Regions from separate parts of the Macaca mulatta genome. Here region 2 is linked to region 1. Evidence: chromatin contacts called from public Hi-C data. All regions are on one chromosome and are shown on one strand. The core of a region is the stretch at or near the end of the contact, and the rest is flanking DNA. Distances in the headings are between cores, read along the strand shown.

Region 1 (6,517 bases), core at 2,863-5,362:
AAATACAATGCAAATATTCCAAAATTCAAAAAAAATTAAGTACAAAACACTTTTGTGGTCTCAAGCATTTTGGCTAAGGGATACTCAACTTGTACTCAACTGTTTTATTTCATCTTTATGTTTTGGAAATGATTTTAAGCAATTTTGGGGTTTTTTTTGTTTTGTTTTTGTTTTTGAGACAGGGTCTCACTCTGTTGCCCAGGCTGGAGTCCAGCGGTGTGATCGTGGCACACCACAGCCTTGACCTCACAGGCTCAAGTGAGGCTCAGCCTCCTGAGCAGCTGGAATAAAAGGTGTGTGCCACCATTCCTAGCTAATTTTTAAATTTTCTGTAAAGACGGGGTCTCACTATGTTTCCCAGTCTAGTTTCAAATTCCTGGGCTCAAGTGATCCTCCCAACTCAGTCTCTGAATTTTGGTCGTTTATTGTATTCTTTCCCAACAAGGTTGCGAAGGAAAAGTGATTTTGTGATCATGTGGTAAATCAAATATAACAATAAAATTAACCTAGAGGTGTTTTATTTCCAAAGCATAATATTCATAGGCAGCCCTCTAAATTGGAAGCAGTGCTTCCAGTGGGCAAGAATGTAAAGGTCTACAATTACCGCACCAAGGAGTGAGAGACGTAATTTGAAGTGTCTACCAAAAGAAAAAAGACGGCCAAATACTTGAGTAAGATAAATCTGCTGAAATTACATATATAATATAGAAGTAAAAGAAAGGCAAACATTTATAAATAAAAAATCTACAGGTCTGAGAGAAACAAGAATCAGGTCAATTTCAAAGAAATATAAGGCCAGGCGCGGTGGCTCACACATGTAATTCTAGCACTTTGGGAGGCTGAGATGGGTGGATTGCCTGAGCTCAGGAGTTCCAGATCAGCCTGGGCAACATAGTGAAACCTCATTTCTACTAAAATACAAAAAATAAGCCAGGCGTGGTGGCATGTGCCTGTAGTCCCAGCTTCTCAGTAGGCTGCGGCAGAAGAATCGCAGGAACTTGGGAGGCGGAGGTTGAAGTGAGCCGAGGTCATGCCACTGCACTCCATCCTGGGAGATAGAGCCAGCCTCTGTCTCCAAAACAAAACAAAACAAAAAAGAAAAATAAAGATGCCAACATACACTAACAAAAAAGAGCGGTTATGAGAAAAGATAGACTGGGGTCTAAGAATAATTAATTTCATTCCCAGACACTAAAGCTAAGAGTAAACAAAATGGAGTGGGGGTGGAGGCTTTAAAACTCCAATCGTAGTACTGCCATAGGAGCCAGAGAAGATGTAAGATGGAAGGACCCATGGACTCTAGGGTCAGATGGCCTTTGATTCTAATCCCAGGTCCGGCAGATTATGTTTAAGTCAAGTTTCTTATCTTTCAACTTTGGTTCCTTAGTTTTCAAGGATGCTGTAGAGAATAAGTGAAAATACAAATGTTTGGGAAGAGTCAAGCAAAATAGGAATAAATAATAGCTGAAAACAGAGAAGTAAAGTTGTGGGGGTTAGGGGAAGTAATATTAAAGCATGCAAAAAGGATACATGTGATGAAGGCAGTTATTATTGGCCACTCTCCTATCTCCTAGACAACGGCTGAATCTTACCTAATCATTTAGGAATATTTAAAAAATATAATCTACCATTTAAAACATACCATTTAACCTACAACACTTTTTTTTCCTTTTCTAGAGTTGGAACCCTAACATTTTTTTTCCTTTTCTAGAGTTGGAACCCTAAACTGACAATGTTTACACAGGGTTGACATCTACTTGGATTATTAATGGCATTTAAGCTTTTCAGAATTATACCTTCAGATTTATGCCAACCTTACTTAAAACTTCATGAAGAGCTTTCCCGGAATTAGACAGCAAAAAGCTTTATTTATTGTCACATAGCTACTAACCTGGTTTTTCTTGTGATTGTATCATTGAAGATATTCCATATCTCTCTTTAGCGTAATCCTACAAAAAATTTTTGCATCATGACTTTTTATGTAAACACTAAGAGCACAGTAAACACACAAATGCAAATAATAGAATGTAACAATGAATTTAACTTTCAGGATCATTCTATTAATTCAGAAAGTCAGTAGTTCTATAATGTGGAAATCTGTCATTTATTTACATATGTACTCTATAGAAAACAGAAAAGTACTTAGTTTCTGGTTAGTTTGTTTTGAAGATCACCACTCCTAGATGGATTTATCATACTTAATAACATTGTAAGATAAAATTTACACATATGTACAACACATCTTAACTACCTTCTTCAAAAAGATGAAACTACTTCAAAGCAGGGACATAAATTTCCGGTGAAGGGAGTAGGATGAAGTACCACAGTTTTATTAACTTCCTATTACAGGAAGAAATGTTCAAAGAGAACCAACGTTTTGGGTAAGCTTTCTGAGCACCAGATGTCCACAGTTTTTAGAAACTGGAGATGCTCAGTATAAGCTAACTACAACTTTTCCTTTTGTAAAACATCATCAAAAAATTCACTAGTTTCCTGTTTCTAAAAACCAGCTTCAGGATACCAGGTTACAGGGGTTTGACACTGACAATATATCCAATTTCTTGTTACAGATTAGAGTTAGGAACAGGAAACAGGAGACCTAGGGTCCAATCTGTTAACAAAATATACTTATTAAATAGATAAGTGGCCTTTATTTCAATCTTACTTTACCTCTAAAATGATCTAAGATTCTTCTAGCTATAAAATGGCATAACTCTGCCACAATGTCTACCTTGTATCTAGACCTATACTATCTGTAAGGGTACACTGATAGTTTATGTAATTAACCAGATTAAGAATACACAAAAATAATTGCCCTAGATTTTTACAAGGTAACTTAATATCTGTATGAAACAATTAAGTTTCTGTCACTTTACAGCTACCTGTTGGAATCCTCTCCTTTAGATCAGGAGGATGCTGGATTTTGTGTTTACACCAAAATAAAACCAGATATGTTTAAGGTGCTTTCTGAACAATTTAAAGAAAAAGATAACCCTGGAAAGAGGAGAGAGATACAGTCACACAATGAAGCCTGAGGGCAACATAAGATTAAACTGTTTGAAGACATAAAAGTTGCATTCATTCTAAGGAGTACTATTAATATTTCAGTGACTCTTCCTCATTTAGTATTCTAAGATGACCTATTTCTCATGTTGCTTACCACAAATTCAGAACTCCTTATAGAAAAATTAGGGAGCCAGGCGGAAATTAAGGCTTAACAGTACTACAGCACACATAACTTGTCGGATGGTTTCAAACTTTGATTTCTGAAAAGCACCAAAGGATCACTGGGTGTTATGAATTATCCACGTGATTTGGGGTCACTTCACCTCAAACGCATTCTCAGTAACTCCTGTTACTTACCTTACCGGGTCACTGAGAGGGAGAAAGTAAATAAAAATGACATGTGCTCTTTAAAGCTGTCACATGGGAAATGGTCATTAAACATATTGGCAGATGGTTTTGCTAAGTACTGTCATTACTTGCTAAAGCATCAGGAACACGAGGGCTGAGTACATATCGATTACTAGTGCTTATTAAAATTTTCCGACGGATTGTGCATTACGTGCAGGACGTGCCTAACCCAGAGAGGCTCAAGTGTGACGCCGCGCTCCTACTTCCGGGGCGGCTGGTTCTTCCCGTCCTCCCCACCCGGGGGACACGCTTCTAGTAGGCCAAACTCCCAGGTGACCCCGCGAGAAACGCGGTCCGGAGAGGGTCTGGTCCCACTGCTGGGGTAAGGGCTCTAGGCGCCCGGACCCCATGCTCGCAGCCTGCGGAGAAAGTGCTGATAAGGACCCCGAGGGTCCCGCTCCCCCTCCTCCCTCCCTCGACGCGGTCCGGCCCAGGGGTCTGTCCTCCCAGGCCCAGGGAAAGGAGGAAACCCACTTCCGCCGCGTCCATGATCTCCCGCGGCTTCTCCTGACTCTTGCGGCTGGCGCTGGCGCTGGGCATCGGGACACAGAACTGGGCAGTGGACACCACCCTCCCTCGTAGGCTTCCGTACGGCAGGCCAAAGTGGCTTCTCCCTCCCTCCCAGTCTCCGCCCTCCCGACCCTCGGGTCTCAGCACAAGCTCCTGGACTCCGCGTGGAGGGGCGGCTCCGGAAAGATCGCGAGAGCTGCGGCTATCTCGAGATCCCGAAGCGCCGGCGGCCGCGCGCGGGGTCTCCTCCCACTCTTGCCCCGCCCCTCCGGGAGTTTTCCTGGAGTTGGAGGGAATTCCCGGTAGTTTTCGCTGGATTGGCTCTGGGGGCGGGGTCTGGGGTTACCAGGTGGCTGGCTGTAGGCCCGGGCGAATGCCAGCTCTCTTCAGTTTCGTCCCAGCTGCGACTTCTGCCCATTCTCCTAACAGCCCGTTAAACTTTGCTCGGCTGTAACCGCAGACTGGTCACTAAAACACCCACATAAGCGCGGGCCTCGGTTTCTCCTCTCTTGGACTTTCCCGCCTTCTCTCTTCCCCGGGGCGACGTAGCTGCTTGGGGTTGGAGGAGACCTCTTCGCAATCCATTGCACTGCGTGTTGGGACAAAGGAGTGCAGTTGGCTTGCCAAGGCGGCATGGGGGTACCAGTCCCTGTATAAGTGAGGTGTAAATACAGTGACAACGACAAGAAACCACACAATGGCACTGATTGCCTGGATCTGTTGCAGTGTTAGGGACAGTGCATAGTGTTGGTTGCCCAATGGGTGAATATTCCCAAGTTAGGCTTTTTAAAAAAACTATCATTTGTAAGTTTTGAATCGAAATTGAAAATAATTTGGAGATTTGGTTTAATACTGTTTCCCCTGCCAGACTTTGCACTCCGTCGTTTCAACTGACTTTGTAGTGTCTTCTTCTGGCACAAAGTGTTAAGGCGTGCACGTAGATTCCAGCGCAAGTGAAAAGTCTCTGGAGGCTCCCTCATGCAGTAGTGAGAAGACAGCCATGCTCCCTGCCCGCCTGTAGCTTACCGTCTAATTGCAGGTGATATGAAATTTTACTCCCTATTTAATTGATCAAAGATTATTTACAAAATCTACTTTGTGTCAGGCATTTTAGCAGGTGCTGGCAATAAAAAGATAAGTCCTAATTCCTGTTCTTAATATTACACAGGTACCTAAGCTGGTAGATGTGCCATCTTGATAGATGCTTCAATGATTACAGAGTCAGGAAGAGTTTAGCTATTAAAGTGCCTGCCCGGAAGTGATACATTTCACATTCTGCTCCTAGTTTATTGACCAAAACAAGTTACATAGTCATTCCTGAGTTCATGGGGGCAGGAGAATTTACTCATTCCTTGGGGAGCAACACTGAATATTCATGATCAGTATCACATTCCGTTAAAAAAGGCATTCTATTATATTCATCGGATTCGAATACAGAAGGGGGTCTGTGAAGTTGCTTCATCTTGGAATTTTTTTTTAAAGCTTGGGTTGCTTCAATCAGGTATAGTCCTAATGTATGGACTGGTTATCAGAAATCTGGATACAAATCCCATCTGTTTTCCCTTCACTAGGGTAGTGATCTTACCTTTTCATCTGTCCATGAGGCCTGTCCATGTACTTCTTTCTTTCTTTGGCCTCGTTGCCTTGATAAGAGTATTCTCATTTAGTCCTGGAGTAAGACTGTAAATATACTTGTTTCTGGCCCCCTTTCCTGATAGTGATAGAAAAGAAGCATTTGCCAGATCAATGGCCACATGTCACGTGCCTGAGGTCTTAAGAATCTGCTGTAGTAAAGACACCACAGCTGCAACTGAGGCTATGACTTGGTTGAACTTGCAGTAGTCTACTGTCAATTTCCTGAATTTGTCTGGATTTTGCTGGAGCCACACCGGTGGCAATAGAAATGTGATGGAGATTACCAACCATCAGGTCTGTAAGGGTTGCACTGATCTGCAGTATTCCTCTTGGGGACGTGTTATTGTTTATGATTTACTATCCTAGTTGGGGGCTGGGAAAGTGACTTAGAGATTTTCTCTTAGCTTTATCCAGTATGGTAGCCTATTCCACAGACCAAGGAATAGGGGAACAGCTCGGCCGTGGTGCTCTGGCTGCTTTGCAGGATCCACATAAGCCATGTAGGCGAGGGCTTGAACCGCAGCTAACCTGAATCTTAGAAAAACACCTTGTGATGCTGCTGGAATATGAGAGGATGGAAGGCCGTCTCCTACTCACTTCCCTGTCTGCCTGAGAGCCTGTCATGGGATGGTTTCTTATTACCTCCTAGATTCTGATGAGGTGTGGGACTTCTTGCCCCCTTCCCTCAAGGGAAATGCAGAATACAAAAATGTGTATAATATCTTACTGCTTAACTGGAGTCTAGAAGTGGCTCTTCAGCAACAGAGTGTCCCACTACTCATGTTGCAGTCATCTGGTGATTTTTGTTTCAGTGATGTCCTTAACGGGACAAGAATCACAGAGAGCTGGCACCTTTGGCTTATTCTTCTTCTCTTTTTTCAAAAATTAATTAATTAATTAATTTTTTTTGAGACAGAGTCTCCCTTTGTCTCCCAGGCTGGTGTGAAGTGGCATGATC
Region 2 (6,517 bases), core at 1,031-3,530, 140 kb after region 1:
TCACGGAAGCAGGGTTCCTTTATGGAGTCATAGTCCCCTGAGCCCATTTCCTCGGTGTAGTTATCTGAAGTGTATATCTGCAAAAGAGGCAAAAGAATGGACATTCACTTCCAATTCAGCAAGCATTATCCAAGTTAAAAAAAAATTCAAAGCAATTTAAAAAACCAATTCAGGCTTGCTTTCTTCAGGAAATTCTGAAGAACTGGACTAAGGGCACAAGAGAATTAATGTAGAATCCTACAACTCTCCTCCCCATCTTTTCCCATAGTGACTTCATTATATTCTTCTTTAGTAGAACCAATTACAAAATTCTTTGTTTAGAACAAAAGGGCGCTGCGATGCTGAGGGTTTCAAAGTCACATCTTGGCTAACTCCTCTGCCCCGCCCACTAGAGGGAGGAAAAAAACCTTCCTTAGGAGGAAAACACACACACACACACACACACACACACACACACACACACACACACACACACACAAAGAGGCCACTCCCAGGCGGCGTGGGGGGTGGGGTGGGTGCTGCGAGGAGGGGCTGTGATTAACTTTTTGTATGAAGTTTTTCGCCAAGGGAGGGAAGAGGGGAGGGAGGAGCACGGGGGGAGGGCGGGGGCGTTGCAAAGACTCATTCTCCTACGGCGCAAAAACTCAATTTTCCCACGCCTGCCTAAACACAAATCATTCTGCGCTTCCAGCAACATGTAGTGGGTAAAGAGAATGCGGTCTTAAAACGAAGGCCCTTTGGTGCTTGGAGTATATTGGGCGGGAGTGTCAGAATTTGAACAAACGGCACCTCCTCCCCCAAGCGGCCGCTCCTCCGGGGCGTGGGTCTCTTTTGCCATCCTCGTGTTTATCACTTGGTGCGTTTGGGACGTTAGGGAACACGGCATTTTCCTGGGTGGAGAAGGTAACGGGGTCTGCACCCGTAGTCCTCGCCCCAAGTTTCATTTCCTCACTCTCCCGGGTGGCCTCCCATTACCCCGCCACTGATCCAGTTAACCCGGCCGGAGGCGGGCAGCTGGAAGCCTCCAGGCAGTGGGCACGCGGGGAGCCGGGTTGTCCAGCCCCGGTCCGCCGCGGCTGCCCACCACGCCCACACCGACCGGCCGCAAGCAGCGCTGCAGGGGCTCCGCTGGGCGACACGCCAGGCTCTGTCCCACAGGGTGCTGGGGAGAGACTGGGCGGCTCCGCCGCGAGCGTCTTTGAATTGCGCGCCGCTGCAGGAAACCAAAAACTCCCTAGCAAGAGGGTTTCAAAAGGCTTCTGGAAATCACCGACAGTTAAACATCGCAACTGGACTCGGAGAGAGCCAAACGGTTTCCCCACTTGCACCTGCCCGTCTTCGCGGCGGCGACCGGGCAGCCCAGGTGCGGTCCTAACCTCCCCCGCCCCCCCACCCCCATACCCGCTCCTGTACCCGGAGCGCGTGTCTCGGGGCTGGCAGCTGCGCGGTGTCAAAGGGGAGGTCAAACCACTCCTCTGACCTCTGCACGATCCCAAACTCTCGAACTGCCGGACACATGCGCGGCCGTGGGGAAGAAGCGCGCTTTGGCCGGCGGAAAGGTTCCCCCCTCAAACCCAAAGCGCGCGGGCCGATCAACTCCTAGCTGCTGCCACCACTCGATCCCCTCAGAGGATCCGCGCGGTGGGTCCACCCGCCTTTCCCGCCCTCCGCCTACTGTGCCGGGACACTGGCACAGCTCCGTGGGCCGCGCAGAGTTTCACAAACACGCACCCAGCGTCAAGAACAGTCACCAGGCGCTTATCCCCGAAGTTAAAGCGGGCGCAATGTCCTTCTGGGAACTCCGCCCAGGCACGCTGCCCTCTGCCTCTAAATTCAGAAAATGTAACTCGCTCCAAGAAATCCCCGCTTCCCCAAGGAAGAGACCGGTGGTCTGAGTCCCGAGGTAGCGCGCACGCCTTTTCTGCACTTGTGCACAGAATGTTCTTATGTTTGCAAACAGCATGCAAGCCGCCGCGCGCCGCGGGACTCAAGGGGGTGACACATGCAGCCACTGGAACGCTCTTTCCAGTCGTTTCTCCTCGACTCACAGAGAAAAAGATTCCAATCCTGCTCCCCCCCACCCCCGCGCACCACATAGCCATGGTCAAGAAAACTCCTTTCCGTGACCCTTTTTTGGAGCTCCAATGTCCCGGCCGCTTCTGCCCGCTCGGAGAGGGGCTGCGCTCTAAGTTCAAACGTTTGTACATTTATGACAAAGCAGGTTGAAACTGGACTTACACTGATCCCCTCCATGGTAACCGCTCGTTCTCCAGACGCGGTGGCTACTGGAGCACTCAGGCCCTTGGGGTCACTTTGCTACCTGCTGCCGCAGCCAACAAACTGAAGTTTCTGGCCGCGGCCAGACTTTTATAAAAACACGCTCCGAGCGCCGCGCATGCGCCGCTGGGGCGCGGAGGGAGAAGGCGGGGTAGGGGAGAGCGGCCGACGCGAGGAAAGAGGGCGCCAGACGCTAGGAAGGAGGGCGCACGGGCGGGGCGGAGGGGTTCGCGGCTTGGGAAGCCCAGGGGACCCTGCTGTTCGCGGGTGGTCGGTAGTGAGTCTGGAGCGGGACAGGACCTCCCAGAGGCGTTTGCTAAGTTTGAGAAAAGCGGGATGCGCCTCAAGACAGGTGGGAAGCGCGGGCTAGGGACGCGTCTCTCTGTGGCGCGTCCATCCTTGCTAAAGTGGATGGAATTCCAGACTGGGGAATGCTACAGTAGAGACACTGAGGTCCAGGGAGGGGAAGTGACTTGCCGGAGTAACCCAACCAGTAGGCGGCAATGTTGGAAGTAGGGCCAAGCTTCCGACGCCATTCCCCGCGCTTTCAGCACACGCAGCCTATTCAGAAGAAAAAAGGAGTAAAGATCCTTCTTTCGGAGGATGTAACTATAGGTGCACATTCACAGCATCACAAGGGTCAGGTGCAGATAATTAGGAGATACTTTCAGAAGAAGGTAGGATTTGGCATAATTCTGGAGACTGTGATCAGACGTAGCTGTGCATTGCTCAGTAATTTCATAATAGTGGTAACCAATTCGTGAATAGTGCTTTATTATTCTATAACTATGCTTTATTATAAGAGTAATTTAGCGACCAGTACTTTTTGTAACAGATCACGAGGATCTTGCACAGAATCACTCATTCATTCTCACAATACCGTGTGGGTATTGCCATCACAGAGATGCGTTTAGTCAGATATTTATAGAAGGACGAACTGCGTGCCACGCACTGTTCTAGGCGTTGGGGATCCAGCGTGAACCAGACAAGGCCCGCATGCGGAGGAACCAGCAAATAAGCCCGGAGAGATGAAACGCCAGGGATGTGCAGGGATGCCAAGCCCGGCTTGAACCCAGGTCTTCGGTCCCCATACTCGGCGTCTTCCACGATTTTGAGCGGAGGACTAGCTTTGGCACGAATCAGAAATTAGGTTGAAGAACTGGGCGGGGCGGAGTGGGGGTGGGGGTCAGCGTTTAAAGCGATCCCAGACTGGCTGAGGTTTGCAGTGGGCGCGCAGACAGTGCTTTCCACCTCGCGCCACTTCCCGCTGCCGCGGAGACTGGGTGGGGCCGGGGAGCGAGTGTGGCGCAGGGCAGAGAAACTGCGCCCGCAGGCAGAGTGGCCGCTGCGGAGAGAGCTGGGACCGAGGTGCCTGCGCCGCGACACGGATCTCAAAGGCCCCCACCCCGAAACGGTCCCTAGGAGAGGAATTGCCCAGACTGCACCCTACGCACGACCCCTTTTTTCTGATCAAAAGAGGAAACATTTCAGTCTGGAGTGTTCCAGAGGTAGTTCGGAGGCAGGGAACCTTTTCTCTAGAGAGCATGACTTTCCCCCTTTGTCTGGGACCCCTCCCTAATGTTGGGGGTTGAAGGTTCTCATCTACTCTGCACTTTCACCGATACAGGAAAGATGATATCCGGGCTGGGAGATGGAACTCTCAGAAACGAACAAGTTAGGACACACACTAATGACCAGATAAAATCAATTCTAATATTACATTTGTGGAATTAAAAAAAAAAAAAAGAAACTCCAGGTTCTTGGAGGGTGGTGGCTGGAAGAGGTTTCGGAAGCTCCACGCCCCTTCTCACAGGCCTTACATTATGTATCTCTCTCTTCATCTGTATCCTTTATAATATCCTTTACAATAAACGATAACGGTAAGAAATAAAAATGAAAATAAAACCATAAAAACACTTTTACTTTTTTCAAATCTTTAATAAAACTTCAGGATCTTCATATTTTCATAGACACGGTAGATCCTACCTACTGAAGGTCTGGAATTTCAGAACATTTTCATGACTTGCTTTTCACAAAGCCTGGTAGTGGCAGAATCGGTGTGTTTTATCCTGGACCGTAAGCTGCACCGTACCTCAAAACTCCTCCCTGCACGATATCTAAAACCTGAAAGGTTAAATCTCCCAAATCTGTCCAAAAACGGAAAGTGGATAAAACTCGGAGCAAAATGGTTTGCATAATAAATATTTTTGTTGATTGTTGGCAGACAAAAGAAAGCTCCTTCCTTTATCTGAAGACTCCTTTCAGATCTTTTTAGGGATCTCTACTAAAAGGAAGCAGATAATTAAAAGAACAATGAGATGCTATTTGGTGACTACCAAATTAGGCAAAAATCCATTTTTTTTTCAAAGATAATATTTGGTCTCCGTATTTGAAAAGACCAGCTGTCTCTCTCTTGTCACTGGTGGGAATGTGGCTTGGGACAGCCTCACTGGAAAGCATTTTGTATTCAGCAGAAACTTTAGAACAGTAATTCCACTCATAGAAACTTATGCCACAAAGGTATTTGTGGAAGCATTTTTTTAAAAAATAGTGAAATGTCTGAACATCCCTAAATAACCACTGTTAGTGGAATAGATGACAAGATTTTGGTTCATCCACATCTGAAATTCCATGTGGACATTGCGAATGTTATTTGTGAAGAATTTTTAGTGACATGGGAAAATATTTCTGAAACATTAAGGGCAAAAAGCAGGATTCAGAATTGTGTATGTAGTGTGATCTCAGTTATGTTAAAATATGCATTTGGAAAATATGGGAAGGAAAACCAAAATGTTTGTAGGAGTTTTCCTTGGTGCAGAATTATATTTGATTTTTGCTTTCTTCCTGGGGTTTTTCTATGCTTTCCAGATTTTCTGTAATAGACAATAATCATTTTCATATTCATAAAAAAGCCAACAAATTTTATGACCAAGAGGGATAAGAAGGCCTCCCTTTACGTATGTTTCCACTTCTAAAGTATCTACTAGATGTGAGACTTTTTTTCACAATAATTCTTTCCTCTTTTCAAGGAAGGCTTGTTTTCCAATGGGCTAATCTTAAACTTCTTTTGCCACTGGGCTACCTAAACCTAATTCTCAACTATTCTATGATGTTCTTTAAAAAACAAACAAAATTCAAACATTTATTGAGCACTTGTTATGTGTAACTGACCTCATATAATCCCCTCAATAACTCTACAAGGCAGGTGCCATTACCTTTATTACCTGGTAAAGAAATTAGGGTCTGGAGAGATGAGGAACTGGCCTGTGACCCCGGAATGAGGATCTGCACCCAGTCTGTCTGGCTCTGAAGCCCAGGTCATACTGCTTTGAGTGGCATCCCTTGTGATGTTACTCAACTTTTAAGTGAGTGTATGTCATACTCCTATCCCCCCAATATTTTAGGTTCCTTAAAGTGAATGCCCAGATATCCTCTATCCAGCTAGCCCACTGCTGAGCAAATACTGGGCTCCTTAATCTTTTACTGAACCTTTCTTTAAAGAATGAATGACTTTCCTGTGTGGCTCTGGCAACAGAGTCAGGTTTAGGGGCTGTCAGGGATTTGGCAGGGTCCCCAACTTCTCAGGTTGGCTTTAGCCCAGGGAATAACTAGCCTTGGCCACAGTTTGGAGGGGATGCTTACAAATCCAATGACACAGTGGCAAGCATCCTGCCACCTCCTGTTGCTCGCTCTGCAGCTGGTTGATTTGTGTGTTAGTGTGTGTGTATCTGTGTGTGTGTAATGAAAAGCTGTACTCTGTCCCTAAATTGGCTCCATTTTAGCTAGGCAGAAAGCTTAGGAACAGACCTTTCCCAGTGGTGGATGGCAGGAGGCTAGAGAAAGGAGGAGGTGCCAGGAGGAGGTGGATGGCAGCAGGCATTAAAGGCCTTCAGAATACACAGAGTCTTCCAGTTCCTTTGCCAGCCCCTCTCCTGTCTCTTAAAAAAAAAAAATTGATCACTTTTGTTTCTGAAAGAGGAAAAAAGTACAAAGTTCCTTGATAGTAGTAAGGGATACTTAGAGAAAGTTAATGTTTTCCCAAGTGATTAAAAAACAAATAAACAAAAAAACGGAGACTATTTCTCAATGAGCGTGTAATTCTAACACAGGGTTACAAATCTCAAAGAGACAATGGTATCAAATGTCAACTATTTCCAAGCTGGTGTTAGGTGGAAGAAATTGCCCCTTGCCTAACTACACCCTGTCCTCTCCTCCTTCCCTAAATCCTTGTGTCCCCAAC

The links. A called contact is a pair of places that touch in the nucleus more often than the background predicts.
Region 2: a contact with region 1 is called in a Hi-C map of fetal cortical plate, with 2.0 times the contacts expected there. The contact joins the promoter of CXCR4 here to the promoter of DARS1 in region 1. A contact is called at or near these places in 3 of 14 Hi-C or Micro-C datasets (blood, fetal cortex germinal zone and fetal cortical plate).

What each region holds. Positions count from the first base shown.
Region 1 is chr12:27,602,068-27,608,584 of T2T-MMU8v2.0, forward strand. It overlaps DARS1 (aspartyl-tRNA synthetase 1), which reads right to left and starts at 4,113. Exons shown (of 16, transcript XM_015110010.3): 1 at 3,889-4,113; 2 at 1,892-1,949. The coding sequence starts at 3,954.
Region 2 is chr12:27,747,553-27,754,069 of T2T-MMU8v2.0, forward strand. CXCR4 (C-X-C motif chemokine receptor 4) reads right to left here and starts at 2,281. Exons shown (of 2, transcript NM_001042645.1): 1 at 2,239-2,281; 2 at 1-77. The coding sequence starts at 2,253.